2 separate regions of the Mus musculus genome follow, and region 2 is linked to region 1. A link is a contact called in public Hi-C data. All regions are on one chromosome and are shown on one strand. The core of a region is the stretch at or near the end of the contact, and the rest is flanking DNA. Distances in the headings are between cores, read along the strand shown.

Evidence for each region. A called contact is a pair of places that touch in the nucleus more often than the background predicts.
Region 2: a Hi-C map of embryonic fibroblasts shows a contact between it and region 1, with 2.3 times the contacts expected there. The contact joins two enhancer-like sites. A contact is called at or near these places in 1 of 15 datasets of contacts at CTCF or cohesin (the NIH/3T3 cell line), 6 of 484 Hi-C or Micro-C datasets (the 3T3-L1 cell line, embryonic fibroblasts, liver and 2 more) and 4 of 115 datasets of contacts at active chromatin or transcription factors (the NIH/3T3 cell line, liver, neural progenitor cells and 1 more).

What each region holds. Positions count from the first base shown.
Region 1 is chr3:58,198,671-58,204,686 of GRCm38.p6, forward strand. No RefSeq gene overlaps it. Among named protein-coding and RNA genes, the nearest start is that of Gm40057, 10 kb to the right of the region's middle. Within about 2 kb of position 4,656, at least 43 of the 459 cell types and tissues checked have an H3K27ac peak or open chromatin away from gene starts, as enhancers often do. A contact at or near this core is called in the NIH/3T3 cell line, embryonic fibroblasts, pancreatic cancer cells and 1 more, where this site is marked.
Region 2 is chr3:58,306,758-58,312,864 of GRCm38.p6, forward strand. All of the region lies in intron 2 of Gm32847 (a long non-coding RNA gene), which reads left to right. Among named protein-coding and RNA genes, the nearest start is that of Gm32847, 8.0 kb to the left of the region's middle. Within about 2 kb of position 3,839, at least 47 of the 459 cell types and tissues checked have an H3K27ac peak or open chromatin away from gene starts, as enhancers often do. A contact at or near this core is called in the NIH/3T3 cell line, embryonic fibroblasts, pancreatic cancer cells and 1 more, where this site is marked.

The sequences.
Region 1 (6,016 bases), core at 3,406-5,905:
AGTGTGCACCACCACACCTGGCCCTAAACTTTACTTTAATTCCTTTTCATAAGTTGGAAGCATGTCTGGGTGGCATTTTGCTCTGAGGTCACCACTCCCTTTATTCCACACAGCATCAGCCTTTTCATTAATCTGTTTACACTTCATGGTGCCCCTTTTCTTCTCATTTTGTATTTTTCCTTGCTCGGCTTGCTCCTTTTCGTTATAGATCTGCATAAAACCAGCCACTAATAACCCCACAACACAGTCAACACTAGGCTGTTTTGAAATTTCCTCTGCCAACACATCAATCCAAAACTCTTCAGTTTAGCCTCAGGCAGACTTTTTGAACGAGGGCAAAAAGCACTCACATTCTTCTTAAAAATATCAAAAGAATGTTCTGTAGGCTACATACAAATATTCTTCTCCTTTGAAACCTCTTAAGCTGGACCCCCACAGTTCAAATCACCCTCAATATGACTCTCTTTCATGTTTCTACTAGGATGACCCAATAAGCCATGCTTAAAATGTCCAATCAATTTTCTAGTCTAAAATTCCATATTTCCCCAAGCAAAAACATGTTCCATCCTACCACAGCAATACCCCAAATCCCTGGTTTGAATAGAGGTACCGCCCCCCAGACTCATGTATTTCTATGCCTGGTCACCAGGGAGTGGCACTATTAGGAAATGTAGCCTTGTTGGAATAGGTTTGGCCTTGTTGGAGGAAATATGTCAGTGGGGGTGAGTTTTGAGGTTTTAAGTGCCCTAGCCAGGCTCAGTGTCTCTCTCTCTCTCTTCTTGCTGCCTGCTGATCTGAATGAAGAGCTCTCAGCTCCTTCTCCGGCACCATGTCTGTAGGATGCTGTCATGTTTCCAGCCAAACTGATAATGGACTAAACCTCTGAACTGTAAGCCAGTTTGGAGTTTTTCTTATAAGAGAAAACCTCATCCCACGTCCAGCTCACATTCTCTCTGATTTGTGTTTGCAGTTAATGTGATCTCTCTGCTTCCTAGTCCTGCTAGCACTTGCTCTCATGGATTTCCCCCTTGCTATGGTGGACTCGTCTCTCTGAAATCCTATGCCAAAATAAACTCTTTCTCCCATAAGTTGCTTTTGGTCATGGTGTTTTAGCACCACAACAGAAAATTACCTAGTACACAACAGGATAGCAACTTTTCTGAGGAAAAAAGAGATGAGCAAACTCAGTCAAGAGCTTTCTAGTAATAGACTGCCAGTTGTATTTCATTGGCTGTAAGGAATAGAAGTCACCATGGGCAAAACAAACTGTATTAGGAAAGAAATGGACCTATGAGGCAATAATCATATGAGTGATAGGCTTTATGGCAGGGATCATCAGTATATTCCAAAGAGAAGAAATATTTCCACATGAGCACAGAAGTGGTAGAAGTATACAGAACCCAAGAGAATCATGAGAAGACTCAGAATAAATGGCCACCTTCAGACTGAAGGTAGATATGCTGTATAACTCATGGGCCTCAGAGAAAAATTTTAAATGTGGATTTATTTGTTCAAAAACTATAAATTTCAAGGAGGAAACTTGTTGAACTAGGCATTGGGGAAGAAAGACATCTGACCACAGAGCACCTGAAGGCCTTACCCACCCATGATGTTGTCCTGAGAAATGGAGGGATTTCCACTACTGAGAAGCGTACAGTAAACCATTGAAGGCTGGAAATCCACATGGTCCTGCTGCATGAACCCTTGCTATTAATTACTTGTAAATCTTGCATGCAGTTTCATGCACTCTCTGCTGAGTGTGTACTAGGCAGGGTTCTCTAGAGGAACAGAATGGTCAGAGTGTATAAACACTATAAAGGGGGATTTATTAGATTGGCTTACATGCGGTGTGCTGGGTAGTCCAACAGTAACTGGCCGCATGCTGGGGAAGCTGAGAGTCGGGTACCTCTTAGAGTATAAAGCTTCAGCAGACCCAGTTTGATGCTGAAGGCCTGGAGAGTCCTTGGAGAGTGGCTGATATTCAGCCCACGCTGAAATGCTGAATCTTACTGAATCCGTGGGAGATGGCAGTAGTCAACAGCAAGAGACACACGCACTCTGGGAGAGGTGAAGTCAGGCTAGCAAAATTCTTTTTCACTCAGACCTCTTTATATCTAGGCCAACTGTGGGAAGATCATCCAATCTAAATACAGGTTTTGTCCCTTCACTTAATCCTCCCTGGAAATAAACTTCCATAGACACATCCAGAGGTTTGTCTTCTAAGAGGTTGCAGATCCAGTCAAGTTGATCTCATAGGGTTTTAGTTCACAGTGTAAAGGAAGTGTATTCTCTGTCCTCATGAAAACTACATGATCTTCAACAAGCCAGAAAAGACTAAGTGGTCACATTTAGGTAGAATACCCTTCCCTGGATGTCCATAGGGTGACAACAGCAAGAACAAAATCAATAAGGAAGCAGGAGCAGGCAGAAGAGCTGACACTTAGCAGCACAGCAGTAACAATTACCCATTAAGAGAAACCTATGTTCTTTTGGTTAAGAGGATGAAATCTCCAGCCTGGGTGAAGATCTGACATTACATACCACCCCAAACCATAAACAAACAAGCTAGTCCAGTCAGGCCAGCTAATCATCTAGCCAAAGGACCACCTCTCAGGAAGGAAGGACCATCCCTTTGAGGTCCAAGGATCATTTCACCTTAGTCTATGCTAAAGAAATAGGCAGAATAATCATTCCTCTCAGTGAGAAACTAGACTTATACTTCTCAGAATTCATGCCCTGTAGCACAGTTCCTAGAAGCCATCACTCTCTCTCTCTTCCATTTTCTTCCTCCAGGCAGCTGCTGAGATTTACAGTGTGCCTACCTTGGGATATTCTTTTAAACTCTAATGAACTTGTCCTCTTTGAATAGGCTTTGGCTTTGCTTGACTTTCAAACTCTTCCTGGCTCTTAACTCTTTAATCAAACACACACACACACACACATATAATGAGAAACTGGACATTTCTATTACTGTATATTAATTATACAAGATAATGGGTATCATGACTTTCATATGTGTCTACAATATACGTTAATAATATTTCACCCCATCACCCTTTCTTGTCCTCTTCCCTCTCTGCCCTTATTCCCCAACCCCACCAACTAGTTATGCTCCTAACTGCATGTTTCCGTAAAAACAAAAAACAAGAAACAAAAACCAGAAAGAATCTAGGTTCTGCACATGAAATAAAACATACATTATTTATACAAAAAGTACTTTTCCTTCCAGTTCTCAGACTGGGAAATGGATGTTCAGATTAAACTACCAAGATCTCACACAATGAGGAGAATACAACTCTTTAATGGAAAACTGAATGTTGGGATTCAGGATGGGTTGTGATAGACAAGAAATAACAAATAAACACTGCACAGGCCAGATAAGAAAAAAGAAGCATGTGCCAACCGATCAAGCTATTTTTTAGGTGATTAAGATAACAATTTTCTAATTTTCTTTTTTATTTATATTATGTATATGAGTATGCTGTCTTCAGACACATCTGAAGACGGCATCGGATCCCATCACAGATAATTGTGAGCCTCCATGCAGTTGCTGGGATTTGAACTCAGGACCTCTGGGAGAGAAGCAACCAGTGCTCTTAATTGCTGAGCCATCTCTCCTGCCTCTGTCAAACTATGCTTACATTTGATAATCATTCATTGGATTTCAAATGTTAATGCCCCCAATTAGGGAATATGTAGAGAAATGTAGAACAAAAATATTTTTCAATTACTAAGTCCAATAAGGAAGAGGGACAGAGGTGGGAATAATATCTCTAAAGAAAGTTCACAAACTAAGAATAATATATGATGTTCTTATAGCTAAAGGGGACATAATAAAGCCCATCAGGCCCTTACTCTGAGGATAGCGTTAATCCCTTAACAATCAGACTTGGAAGACTAAACCCACAGAATGTCTGCCTTAGATTTAATACAACACGTGCTGTCACTTATTTGCCAAACTGGTATATATGATGAGCAGACAATTAGAACACAGATATGCCCACTAAATGTGTGAATGAATGAATGAATGAGTGAGTGAGTGAATAGATAAACAAATATAATTTTAAAATGTTTAATGGTATTTATATATTGGCTTGTGGAAAAGACAACTATTTTAGCCTCCTGCTTTTGAGGTTTATATGACTTGTTTATTTTTGTTCAGCTCTACCTTCCACAGAGAGTTCATTTAGGACAGGATAAATTATGGCTGAAAGTGGCACAAATAAACGTGAAAACAGACAGTCATGTGACAAGAGAAATCTAGATTTAGAAATTCAACCTGGAGATTAAACTGCTGGAAATATTCTTAATGTATATTTTAGTGGTAAATTGTTGACATTCTTTCCGTGCTTCCCGACCTCAGCTATTCAATCTTCTCGGCTGTGGTTAAGGGAAAAATTCAGGAATAGATAACTTTAGAGAATTAGGGAGACAGTGCTTTGCCTGTGGTTAGGAAAAAAATGAGGAAATGAAGAGAAAGGGGAGAAGGAGGGAAGAAAGAAGACAAAGAAAAGAGAAGGAGAAAGAAGAGTGAGTTTCCGTTGCTTGGGATGAGCTGGTGAGAAGTCAAGGCCCAGAAGGTTCCTAAGAGGCTCCATCTTCTCCTTTGGCTGAGCCAGGGGAACACAGATCTGCAGTCAAGTAGCCCAGGCAACACAGCCTTAGTCATTTTATATAAACTGAAGCAAAGAAAAGCAAACTGCATGAGTGGGTGACGCATTTCTGATCATACTGCAATGTCTCAAAACTAGTAAAATCATCTTCAAATACAGCCTCAAAAGGACTTGTTTATCAGGATGTCACATTTATGGCCCAGATGAATTGCATTCAACTATCAACATTATAAAATTGATATACGGGCACTTAGATTGTGGTTTTTCTATTCAGGCCCCAAACTTAATAATACTACATCCCTTTTGCTTGGGAACTTTGAAACTGAGAGCTTTGGGAACTGTGGACATCATAGTCGCTGAGGAGACAGTTTTGTGTATCTCCTTTTATTTTTCCTTGGGACAAGAGGGTTAATTTTTTTTAATAGAATCTCTTTCGGTTTCCAACATGGCAGTAATCAACTAAAAAGACTTTGCCTGGGCCAGGACCTCTAATAAAATTACGAAGGAATCATTTGAACTGATCCCAGATGGAGAAGCTGTGATTTTTAAAGAACTGAAACTTTAAGATTCTTCAGTAATGTTTTGGTAAACTCATCAGGAAGCGCACATTTGTGAGGCTGGGGGACTGAGGTGAGGCTGACAGCCTCAATCCTGCAGAGGCCTCACTTCCACCCCACCCTGTGGAATCCAAAGAGAGAACCTCTATCAGAGCCAAGACCTGCCTTCAGGGCTGCCCACAGCCCTGTTCTGGGAAAGCCCTATAGAAAACAATCATTTTAAATAGATCATATTCAGTTTTATTAAAAACCAAAACAGCTGGGGCATTGATTTGCAAACTTTGTAATGGCCTTGGTATGTCTGATCGGGCCAAGATATTAAAAAGATATTTAAGGAGATGCAGTGAGTGCCTCCAGCCCAAGCTTTGGCATACTCAAACAGTGTCACGGTGCCTTGAGTAATTGTCTCCCTTTATGTTTCTCTATGCAAAGAAGGGGGGAGGGAACATTTATAACCGGATTTACTGTGACACATGTAGTATAAGGAAAGCCTGTGCCATTTGCCAGCACTCCTGGACAACCCGCCCCCTCCCAGTTGCTCAGCCATGTGTCCTAGGAATGATGTGAGCAGGCATTAAGTTGGTGGTAAAGGATTCTGGGATCTGAATGCTTTAACAGAAATGCCAGAAAGCTCAGGAGCTGTTGGCTTAGGGGAAGAAAGCAGCAGGAAGGTCTGATCAACAGCTAGGTATTCTTAAAGATGCTTTCACCCTGACCATGGAATAGACTGAGGTTGACTGTCTCACTGGGGCCAACAGCCTTGCTGAGACTTGCTCAGGCTTAGTTAGTGGAGCTTTCCATTGTCCTAGGCTTAGGTTCCTACCTTGCCATCCCCACTCCGCCCTA
Region 2 (6,107 bases), core at 2,589-5,088, 110 kb after region 1:
CTTCCCCAGGACTTAGGAGGCTGAGGCAGAAGGATTTCTGTGAGTTTGAGGCCAGCTTGGACTACATAGTGAGTTCCAGACCACCCTAAGCTACATAGTGAAACCCTGTCTCAAAAAACAGATTTTTTTTCCTCTGACAAGCAAAGTAAGGAATAAGAGGGAAGTAATGTGTCAGGTTTTCGAAGCTTACAGAGTTCTGTTCAGCATCCCTGCCTGGTCTTCAGAGATGTTAGATTCTGTAGAGGACTACCAAGACCTTAGAGGTCACCTTGCCTTTATCCAATCACTTAATCAAGTCAACAAGTATTAGTACTCAACACTTCCTATGAGCCAAGGACTCATAGTGCATGTCAATGAGAAAAATGAACATCCAGCCAACCTCCTGGTATAAGGTTATTCCAGTGCAGTGGCTGAAACCAGGGTCTCAGATTTCCATCTCCTTTAGGCATCCTCACACCCTGCGAGGTCCTAGAATCCGGGTCTTCCCTCCAAGCAGTGCTTGCTTTAATGAATATCAGAATTTGTCTTTGATTTTGAGGAATAGACTAAAGCTCAAGGGAGGGGATTAGCAGGAGAGACACTGTGGGGAAGTGAGTTTAGAGAATAGCTTTGAATAGCAGGTTTGGAGGATAAAGCAATCCAAAAGTACGGTTTAGGGAAAAGAATGTTAAAAAGAAAGACTAGCAGGGTATGGTAGCTTACAACTGATCTCTATACTTGGGAAACCAATGCAGAAGGGTTTCCTTGAGTTCAAGGGCAAAGTGAGCCACATTGCAGTGACTTCCAGGCATTTCCAGGAGGGGTTTTTATTTATTTATTTATTTATTTATTTATTTATTTATTTATTTATTTATTTTTGGTTTTGATGTTTTGTTTTGTTTCTTGCCAAGCTTCTCAGTTTATTTTATTTTTTATAATTTTTGTCATTTTTTAAAATTTAATTTTATTTGTAATTCATTTTTTGCACTCCATATTCCATTCCCTGCCCCTCCTGTCCACCCTCCAACTGCTCCACATCCCACACTTCCTCCCCACCCCATCTCCACGTGGATGCCCCCAACCACCACCCCACCTGACCTCTAAACTCCCTGGATCCTCCAGTCTCCTGAGGGTTAGGTGCATCACCTCTGAATGAACACAGACCCGGAAGCCCTCTACTGTATGTGTGTTGGGGTCCTCATATCAGCTGGTGTATGCTGTCTGTTTGGTGGTCCAGTATTTGAAAGATCCCGGGGTCCATCCACATTAATTGAGACTGCTGGTCATCCTACAGAATCGCCCTTCTCAGCTTCTTTCAGTCTTCCCTAATTCAACAACAGGGGTCAGATGCTTCTGTCCATTGGGTGGGTGCAAATATCTGCATCTGACTCTTTCAGCTGCTTGCTGAGTCCTTCGGAGGGCAGTCATGATAGATCCCTTTTTGTGAGCACTTCATAGCCTCAGTAATAGTGTCAGGCCTTGGGACCTCCCCTTGAGCTGGATCCTGTCACTGGGCCTTCTTTTCCTCAGGCTCCTTTCCATTACTATCCCTGTAATTCTTCCAGACAGGAACAATTATGGGTCAGAGTTGTGACTGTGGGATGGCAACCCCATCCCTCATGGGATGCCCTGTCTTACTGCTGGAGGTGGGCTCTATAATTTCCCTCTCCCTACTGCATCAAAGGTCCCTCCCTGTGAATCCTGGGAGTCTCTCACCTCCCAGGTCTCTGGTGCATTCTAGGGCGTCCTCCCAACCTCCTATTTCCTGAGGTTGCCTGTTTACATTCTTTCTGATGGCCCTCAGGGATTAGGTCCTTTTCCCTCACCTAATACCAGATCAGGTTCCCCTCTCCCTCCCCCCCACCCCACCCCCCATCCACTTTCCCTCCCAAGTCCCTCCCTCCCTCCCCACATTTTGCCAGCACAATTAATTTACTATCATTTGTCAGTTCCAAATTGTATTTAAAAGCTAAACAAAAATATATAAATAATTTAATCCCAATTACAAAGTTTGAATTTGCATTTCTCTCATTAAGACAGATTATCAAAAATTCAATCAGATGCTGAGACTATTCTATAATTACACTGCTGTAGTCGATCTGTCTATCCATTGATCATACCATGACATATTTGAATTAGAACTTTTTGGGCACAGTAAATTTCTTCTGAGGAGGTAAATCCCTAAGATTCATAAGGTAGTCTGAAAAATAGGTTATTTTTATTCTAAAAGAAACAGATGGTCATGTCATTTGAGGTGTATTTACTTATTTCTGCTTTGCATATTTGGAGACAAGTTCTCGCTCCTGACTGCTGTGGAACTCACTATGTAAACTTGACTGGTCTTGAACTTTTTCAAGCACTGGGATGGCAGGTATGTGCCACCAGGATCAGCATTATCTGTGTTTAAAGGATAAAATACTTATTGAGAGCTTACCGTGCCTCAACCATAGCAACCACTCAACAGGTGCAGTTTAAATAAACAACAAAATGAAGAGGGAGTCTTTTATATCCCCACCATTTCAAAGTAACTGATTAATTTTGTACTATTTAACATCTGAACTGTTTCCATGCGTATTTGAGGTGTGTTGGTGTTTTATAAGCTGCTGTGTTCACTTCCCAGGGTGTCATCAGGAACACTTTCCAGACCACTAGCTAGCTGCAGGGTCCCCTCTGCTCAGCTGCCTCAGATTTCAATGCATCTCAAACGCTGAGCCATGGGCAGATGCAGATCAGGTACTGGATCAGGTTCCCCCCACTACAGATCTTAGAATGGGGAGGAGGAGGAAGCATTTCAAACAGAAATTACACTACATTAACACCTTTTGTTCCTTCCCAGAATGGTAAGGTGGGAGAGGTAAATCCCAGCCTCAGCCCCAAGGGATGACTGCCATCAGACTATAGACACAGGGCGGAGCAGAAGGGCGGCCGGCCTTTTCCTTATTGAATTCTACCTGTCCAGAGACTTGATCCCCTTCCCTGGATGTTTCTTTAAAGCTCTGGCTATAAGTTAAACTGGTGGCCACTTGACTGGACTTCTGCCAACCACCAGGAATGAAAACCTCAACTCACACTGTTTATCTCTGGAGTTCGGCCAGCGATACTGATTTCCTTCCTTAGGCGGCGGCATCAAGGGCTACATACTTACAATTTCTGCTGAACTCTAAGAGAAAAACAGCTCTTTCTTAGGAACACTAAAGCTTTTTTTTTGTTCTGTTTTAATATCGTTGAGGATACAAGCAAAAAATAAATTAGAAATCAAGGAACTTACACACAATAATGAAACAGTAGAAGAAAAGTTTCAAAATACCCTCAGGGATTGCTATACTAGATTCTTAAACCTAAGGAAATCCCGAACCTTATTATATTAAATATATCTATTATAGCTACACGATGGCTATTTTATCTTTAAAGATAAGCTGTTTCTAGTTGTTAAAGGGTATCTTTGAGTTGCAACTCTGCCATTCATATTGTGTCTCATTCAACAATAAACAGAAGAAAGATTGAACCCAGAAGACTCCTTAGTGTAATGTAGGGAAGAAGCCTCTTTTAGAAAACGTTAAAGATGCACTTTTCCCTTGTGCTAATATATTAGTCACAATTGGCTCATTCCAATAAGGTAAAGTAATTTTAAATTAAATTAAAGAATAACATTAATAGGTAGCTGCTATGGTTTGTCATGTGCCATGATTTTACCCCTGGACCACACCTCACAGAATCCCAAACATATGTTACAAGAAGAAAACAATGCTAACATGCTATAGCTTTAATATGATGTATTCCTTAGAAAACACGTGCCTCAGGAAGTGCTACCGGAAGGATCACGAGGCCATAAATTCTTCTGTGGAGGAATGATGGTGCTGAGTCATATTGAATGTGTTATTAGAACATGGAGCCTGCTTGGGTGAAGCAGTTCACTGAGGGGTGTGTCTATAGAGGGTTTGTCTTGCCTCTTACCCCTTCCTATTGCTACCTTGGTTTCCTGGCTACCATAAAGTGAGCAGTTTTCCTCGTATAGGCCCTGAAATGATGGAGCCAAAAACCCAATGGGTTAAATCCTCTACAACTAAGTACTAAATAAATCTACCCTTAAGCTGTTATCTTGGGTATGTTGCTGCTGTAGTGAGAAACTGACTTCAGCACTATGTATGTCCACAGGAAGTCTGACATAGGGGTGGGGGGGTTGACTCTCACCACAGTATATGGCCTCCAATGACTGTGCTATGTAGTTGGAAGCCCATCCCTTTATCTGTTAACACTTTTAAAAAATATTCCCGCCATGTATTAGTGTGTGTGTGTGTGTGTGTGTGTTATTGTGTTTTTAGGGGCAGAACACATTAATATTCTAATTGGTTTGGTTTTATAATTTCTTGCATTGCTTCTGAGTTCCAGCTGGTGTTTCGGCTCTAGAGAGCTGAGAAATATTCGAATGTATTTTCCCCTGTGTGTACGTGCATGGGTAGGTTGTGTGAATAGATGTACATGAATATAATATACACATGCATTTATGCATAAGCATACATGTGTAGACATACTCTTGAATCCATGTGACCAATATCTTGGTGTACAGTTCAATGTATCTAGGGCAGCTTTTGTGAGTCACCGAGATACTGAGACACCAGAATTCAAATCTTTGACTTACATTTGTGCCAAGTGATATGATTAAGCTAAGACTATTTAACCCAAGCCCCAGTGAGTCATTCCAAACCCTTGAATCATACTGGATGCCCTGACAAAGTTTCTGCTGAATTATTGCCCTGAGAATTCTTTGCATGACTGGTTGAATACTGGATGTCTTCAAGCCTTGTGATTTATAGCCTTTCATCACTTAAGTGCATGTCTGACCCAATGGGCATACCCATTTCATTTCCACAGAGAAGAAATATGCTTGGCATTATATATTGCTAGGTCCAAATTGGTTCTGACGTTTAGGTAATTAGAGGAAAGTATATGTGCGTAAGACGCCATATAAGTAAGATGCCATATAAGTTGTGTGTGTGTGTGTGTGTGGGTGGGTGTGTGTGTGTGTGTGGGTGTGTGTGTGTGCTTATGTATAGATTTTAGATTTCTTCTATGGAGATACAGAAATATATAGAGACATAATATAAACTACTTACATAGGAAGGTAAGTTACGGCTAAGAATTGTCCCTGCATCTCCTTCTTATAGCTTCTAAATTTTGTTTAATGACCCAGGATTATCTTTTCACAAATAACTTTTATAATGAAAATTACAAATTCCCACTTTTATTTATTTATTTTTGGACTTTTTTGTTAATGTTTTATTAGCATATACCAGTTATACGTAGTAACAGGTTTCATCGTGGCATCTTCATACATGTACACATTTATTCATGCATGCACACATACTGTCTTAGGATTTCTATTCCTGGACAAAAAACATCATGACCAAGAAGCAAGTTGGGGAGGAAAGGGTTTATTCAGCTTACACTTCCATGTTGCTGTTCATCACCAAAGGAAGTGAGGACTGAAACTCAAGCAGGTCAGGAAGCAGGAGCTGATGCAGAAGCCATGGAGGGATGTTCTTTACTGGCTTACTTCCTCTGGCTTGCTCAGCTCTTATAGAACCCAAGACTACCAACTCAGAGATGGTACCAACCACAAGGGGCCCTCCCCACTTGATCACTAATTGAGAAAATGCCCCACAGCTGGATCTCATGGAGGTATTTCCCCAACTAAACTGCTTTCTCTGTGATAACTCCAGCCTGTGTCAAGTTGACACACAAAACCAGCCAGTACACATACCTTTACCTTTTCTTGGCCCTCTCCTACTCACCCCATTTCTCTTCCCCACTCGCCTCAGTTCTATTTTGATGTCTTCTTACATGTGTAACCCAATCAGTTTCTTTAGAGTTGTTTATAGGAACATGGGCAGTTACCAGTGATTATACCAATGAAAAAGATAGTTTTTCCATACTCCTGGTTTACCAATCAGTCATTACCTGTATGTAAATCCTGAGGGAAGGAGGGAAGAATGAAGGGAGGGAGGGAGACCATGAGCCCTTCCTTGCTGAATGACAGTGTTGAAGGGCTCACTTTTGTCCAGGCAGTCACAGCTGTTCTGAGTCACGTCACGCCTGGAAATCAGCATTCCACATGCTACCCCACCACC